Regions from separate parts of the Mus musculus genome. Here region 1 is linked to region 2. The links are chromatin contacts, called in public HiChIP or PLAC-seq maps. All regions are on one chromosome and are shown on one strand. Each heading gives the region's core, a stretch centred on a gene start, on an enhancer-like site or on the middle of the called end of the contact. The rest is flanking DNA. Distances are from core to core; before and after follow the strand shown. Region 1 holds the start of Hspb1 (heat shock protein 1). Region 2 holds the start of Abhd11os (abhydrolase domain containing 11, opposite strand).

The links. HiChIP or PLAC-seq counts read pairs in DNA pulled down with a chosen protein or histone mark.
Region 1: an HNF4G HiChIP or PLAC-seq map of pancreatic cancer cells shows a contact between it and region 2. The contact joins the promoter of Hspb1 here to the promoter of Abhd11os in region 2. A contact is called at or near these places in 2 of 115 datasets of contacts at active chromatin or transcription factors (bone marrow-derived macrophages and pancreatic cancer cells).

What each region holds. Positions count from the first base shown.
Region 1 is chr5:135,886,641-135,889,340 of GRCm38.p6, forward strand. It overlaps Hspb1 (heat shock protein 1), which reads left to right and starts at 1,279. Exons shown (of 3, transcript NM_013560.2): 1 at 1,279-1,794; 2 at 2,409-2,472; 3 at 2,601-2,700. The coding sequence starts at 1,419.
Region 2 is chr5:135,011,729-135,014,428 of GRCm38.p6, forward strand. Abhd11os (abhydrolase domain containing 11, opposite strand) reads right to left here and starts at 1,429. Exons shown (of 4, transcript NR_026688.1): 1 at 1,357-1,429; 2 at 966-1,060; 3 at 702-822; 4 at 394-604. It overlaps Abhd11 (abhydrolase domain containing 11), which reads left to right. Exons shown (of 6, transcript NM_145215.2): 6 at 159-447. The coding sequence ends at 291.

The sequences.
Region 1 (2,700 bases), core at 29-2,528, 870 kb after region 2:
GACTACCAGCCCAAGAATGGCTCCACCCACAATGCCCCCCCCCCCCCGATCTCTAATTGAGAAAATGCCTTATAGCTGGATCTCATGGAGGTATTTCCTCAAAGGAGGCTCCTTTCTCTGTGATAACTCCAGCTTGTATCAATTTGACACTAAACCAGCCAGTACAAGTATCCAGGTTCAAATTCTAGCACCCACCTGGCATTCCAATTTCTGATACTCTCTGTAACTCAAGATCTAACACTCTCACACAGACATTCATGTAGGCAAAACACTGATACACATTATATATATATATATATATATATATATATATATATATATATATATAATAAAAAAAAAAAGCGGCCGGGTGTGGTGGGGCACGCCTTTAATCCCAGCACTCCGGAGGCACGGGCAGGTGGATTTCTGAGTTCGAGGCCAGCCTGGTCTACAAAGTGAATTCCAGGACAGCCAGGGCTATACAGAGAAACCCTGTCTCGAAAAACCAAAAAAAAAAAAAAAAAAAAAAGCATCAAATAGCCCAGCGGTGGTGATGCACACCTTTAATCCCAGCACTTGGGAGGCAGAGGCAGGCGGGTTTCTGAATTCGAGGCCAGCCTGGTCTACAAAGTGAGTTCCAGGACAACCAGGGCTATGCAGAGAAACATTGTCTTCAGAAAAAAAAAAAAAAAAAAAAAAAAAAAAGCAAAGCAAAACAAAACAAAAAAAAAGCATCAAAATAAAAAAAGAAAAATCCTACTTCAGAGAGAGAGAGAGAGAGAGAGAGAGAGAGAGAGAGAGAGGAGAGAGGAGAGAGAAAGAGAGAAAGAAGAAAGAAAGTCAGTTTCTGGGTCAGAAAGATACTCAGTGAACACTAAGGCGCCTGCCACGAAGCCTTTGCTCCCCAGGAGATACACTATAGAAGACAGCTATCTTGCCGGTGTCATGAGACCTCCACAGGTGTGCCATGACATGTGTGTTCCCACGGGCCTCCTTCTGGTTCAGACCAGGTTCAGTTGCTTCCCAGTTGCGACACAAAAGACCTAACCTCTCCTGGTTATTCTCAATAAAAAATGGGGCTGGCCCCAGGCCACCGCCCTTCAGCCAGCAGTGTCCTAAACCCGACAGTGGGAATCGCTCCAGCTACCGGTATTACGCCGTCATTTGTTTTCTTCAACAAGAGAAGTTTCCAGATGGGGGCAGAACCTTCCTGGCCCCGCCTGCCCGCCCCCTTTGCAAGCTTAGGGGGAGGAATGCAGAGGGGAGGGGCGGCGAGGGGCGGCCCCTGAGACGGTCATTGCCATTAATAGAGACCTGAAGCACCGCCTGCTAAAAATACCCGGCTGGGCACACATAAAAGCACGCTGGGGCTCCAGTCCGGCACTTCTCGGATCCTCAGCCCAGTGCTTCTAGATCCTCAGCCTTGACCAGCCAAGAACATGACCGAGCGCCGCGTGCCCTTCTCGCTGCTGCGGAGCCCGAGCTGGGAACCATTCCGGGACTGGTACCCTGCACACAGCCGCCTCTTCGATCAAGCTTTCGGGGTGCCCCGGTTGCCCGATGAGTGGTCGCAGTGGTTCAGCGCCGCTGGGTGGCCCGGATACGTGCGCCCGCTGCCCGCCGCGACCGCCGAGGGCCCCGCGGCGGTGACCCTGGCCGCACCAGCCTTCAGCCGAGCGCTCAACCGACAGCTCAGCAGCGGGGTCTCGGAGATCCGACAGACGGCTGATCGCTGGCGCGTGTCCCTGGACGTCAACCACTTCGCTCCGGAGGAGCTCACAGTGAAGACCAAGGAAGGCGTGGTGGAGATCACTGGTGAGTTTCCCTTGTGCCCAGAGGGGACGAAGCTGCCGAGGCGAGAGTGGTGGCTGGGGGGCTGAGGGTGGGGGCTGAAACCCTGAGGAATAGAACCCTGAGAAGTTAGAAATGAACCTAGGGACCCGGAGCCCGCATCATTCTCCTTTGCCTGCTTCTCTTGCCCCGGAACGCGGGGTGCAGGTTGCTCTTAAAAGCTCTGTCATCTTCGATGATATGGACCAACAGCTGGGGATGTAGCTCAGGGTAGAGCTTCGCCTGGCCTGCCGGGAGGCCTTGAGGCTTTGCGTTCCACCCGCAGCACAGAAACAAAATGAAGGAAGACCCAACACACCTTCTGGAAGACCTCATTCCCAAATAAGCAAGCGGCAGGATCAGGGTCCCTAGACCCAGCCGCAGAGGCTTTGAGTATACCTACCCTGGTATCCAAGTCTGGGTCAGAGCCAAGCCCTTCGCATCCCAAATCTCAGAAGGGAAGTTTCTGGAAAGTTTTAAGATTCCAGACAGTCAGGCACCCCGCCGCACTCGGGTTTGTTTGCCTCCCTGGGGGGTCCCAGCCACTCCTTAGCTAGGACAGCAGAGGGCTGCTTCTGACCTTCTGTCCCCACCCACAGGCAAGCACGAAGAAAGGCAGGACGAACATGGCTACATCTCTCGGTGCTTCACCCGGAAATACACGTGAGTTCTGATTCCTTGCATGGAGGGCGGGGAGGTGGGGGGGAGGGGGAGCGGACCCAGGGCGGAGGGCGAAGAGCCCCGGGTCAGGAGGGATGTGTAACCCTTGCCCTGATTTTCTGTGTGTCCAGGCTCCCTCCAGGTGTGGACCCCACCCTAGTGTCCTCTTCCCTATCCCCTGAGGGCACACTTACCGTGGAGGCTCCGTTGCCCAAAGCAGTCACGCAGTCA
Region 2 (2,700 bases), core at 179-2,678:
GTGGGCTAGGGGAGGCGGGGTATCTGGGAGCCTGGCAATACCACTGCGCATGAAGGCTCATGCACATCTCTCTCTCCTGTTCTCTCTCTCTCCCTTTCTCCCTCTCCCCACACCTCTCCATTGTCTTCCCTCTCCATTGGCTTCACTATGGCGGCCAGACCCAGCCACCACTCAGAGATTAGGCGACTCTTCCCTCAAGCCCAGATTCAGACCGTGCCTAACGCTGGCCACTGGGTCCACAGCGACAAACCCCAAGACTTCATGGATGCTGTCACCAGCTTCTTGGCTTAAGAAGTAGCTCCTTGGAAGAGCAGCCAGGGGACTCTAGGCTTGGGATCTGTGCCATCTTGCTTCTGCACAGAAAAACTCAGGGGCACGGAGAGGGTCCAGGAGTACAGAAGTGGCCCAACACTTTTAATGAATAAAGACAGTTCCCCTTTAAGCCCTGGATCCGTTTTCACCACCGTCGCCCCCACTGACCCCGGGAGAGTTGAATCCAGGAACTTCTGCCCGGGCTTGTGTTCTCGTGTGTTCCCAGGGTGCCTCTGGGCTCTCCCTGCAGCTGACTCCGCACCCGCTCTCGAACCATATGCTGCATGTCTTCCTGGGCACGGGAGAGAGAGCAGGTCCGAGGCAATCCCTGGGGACGGAGGGGCGGAGGGGCGTCTTCCAAGACTCCCGACTCAGAGGCTCCACCCTACCTCCCAGGCCTCCACCTCCTGTTTCAGCTTCAGTTTCTCCTGCAGGACCTCCAGCAGCTGAGCCTCCACTGTGCGCAGCCTGGCTCGACAGGAGTCCAGCTCCTCTTCCACCGCGCGCTTCCTACAGGCAGTGGGGGATGGGGGTGGGGGTGTTCCAGTGGCTGTCTTCTGGAAATATCTGGAGCCCCCTTCCTCTCCTCTAGTAGGAGTGAGTCCCCACTTCCCCCTCCTCCACCCCACCCCCACCCCCAGAGTTTCTCTCACTTAGCAATGGCTTCATCCCTCTCCTGCAGTACTTGCTCCAGGGAAGGTTCCGCCCGGGTGTCCCCCAGTGCTCCTGCCGCTTGGGATTCTGGGTTCTGTTGGGGAGTGATGGATGAGGAGGCAGTGACCTGGGGCTTGTCAGAAGGAGAAGCCTCACCCTGGGTCCTTCTGCCCTGCCTCTGCCCTGCCTCATGCTATTTCCACTCAGTTTTACCACCCTTTGCCTCCAGGGGGTGCTGCGCCGGCATCTTGTAAAGGAGACCCTTAGTCTGGCTAGCCGGGAAGTAGACTATGGGACTTTGCAGAATGGACAGTGTTTGAAGCTCCTGAGGAGAAAGGAGTTCCCACACAGCCCTACAGAAATGCTACTGAGTGCTCTGGAGTCGCTTACCTTTCTATGAGCTTAGAGAGTCAAGGCCTGGTGACTGAGACTTGTCAGTTGGTAGAGGCTAGAAGACAGAGCCCTTTGCCCTTCCAGGCAAGGCACTCCCTAGCAGACTCCACCTACAGGAGGACAGCCTGGGGCAAGGAGCAAGTGCACCTCCCTCTTAACACCTTGGAAGGCCCCAAGCCTTTTCCCCAATTCTTGCCGTCTGTCGCCTCCAGGGGGCGCTCCACCCGTGTCTCAGAGGAACAGACAACCTAGGTTTAGTTTAGTTGTAATGCCAAGCATCAGGCAGTGTCTCGTCTAGTCTCCGCCCCCCCTCGCCCCCCCCCCCCGCCCTGCCACGAGGGGTTGACTCTGTGCTAGTTCTTCAAGGAATCATCTGCCCCCAGAATTCTTTTTTTTTTTTAATTAAAGATTTATTTATTATTATATGTAAGTACACTGTAGCTGTCTTCAGACACACCAGAAGAGGGAGTCAGATCTTGTTACAGATGGTTGTGAGCCACCATGTGGTTACTGGGATTTGAACTCTGGACCTTCGGAAGAGCAGTCGGGTGCTCTTACCCACTGAGCCATCTCTCCAGCCCGCCCCCAGAATTCTTATCCCACCTCAAGAGGAAAAAAACAAAAACCCAAGGAACCAGGCATGCTTACCATTTTATTTTTTTTGTTTTGTTTTGTTTTGTTTTGTTTTTCAAGACAGGGTTTCTCTATGTCACCCCGGTTATCCTCTGTAGATCAGGCTGGCCTTGAACTCAGAGACCCACCTACCTCTGCCTTCTGAATGCTGGGAATAAAGGCGTGCGCCTCCACCGCCTGGTTCATTACCAATAGCTTGAATCCCATCTTACCTTTATGCTGTTACTAGTATACCCCAAACACGCAGTGCCTGGGAAGCAGTCTAACTGAACTCAGCATTTCCAAGCTGAGGGACTTTTGTTTGTTTTGAGATAGGGCTTCTCTGTGAGACACCACTGCTTGACTCTAAAATGACCACCAATCCATATTGGAAATAGAAAAATACTTTTGAGATTTTGAGCATCTCTTTTGTTGTTGTTTATTTGTTTTTGGTTTTCTCTGTATAGCCCTGGCTGTCCTGGACCTCACTCTGTAGACCAGGCTGGCCTCGAACTCAGAAATCTGCCTCCCAAGGGATTCTACTAGGCAGGGGCTCTACCACTGAGCCACGCCCCCAGCCTCTCACTGGGGGATTCTAGGCAGATGCTCTACCATTGAGCCATACCCCAGCCCATAATATAGCATTTTGTATAAGGGACTTGAGCATCTCAGCATCCTAAGATTGGATAATGGTAGAGAGGTTTTTGTTTTTTGTTTTTTGTTTTGTGT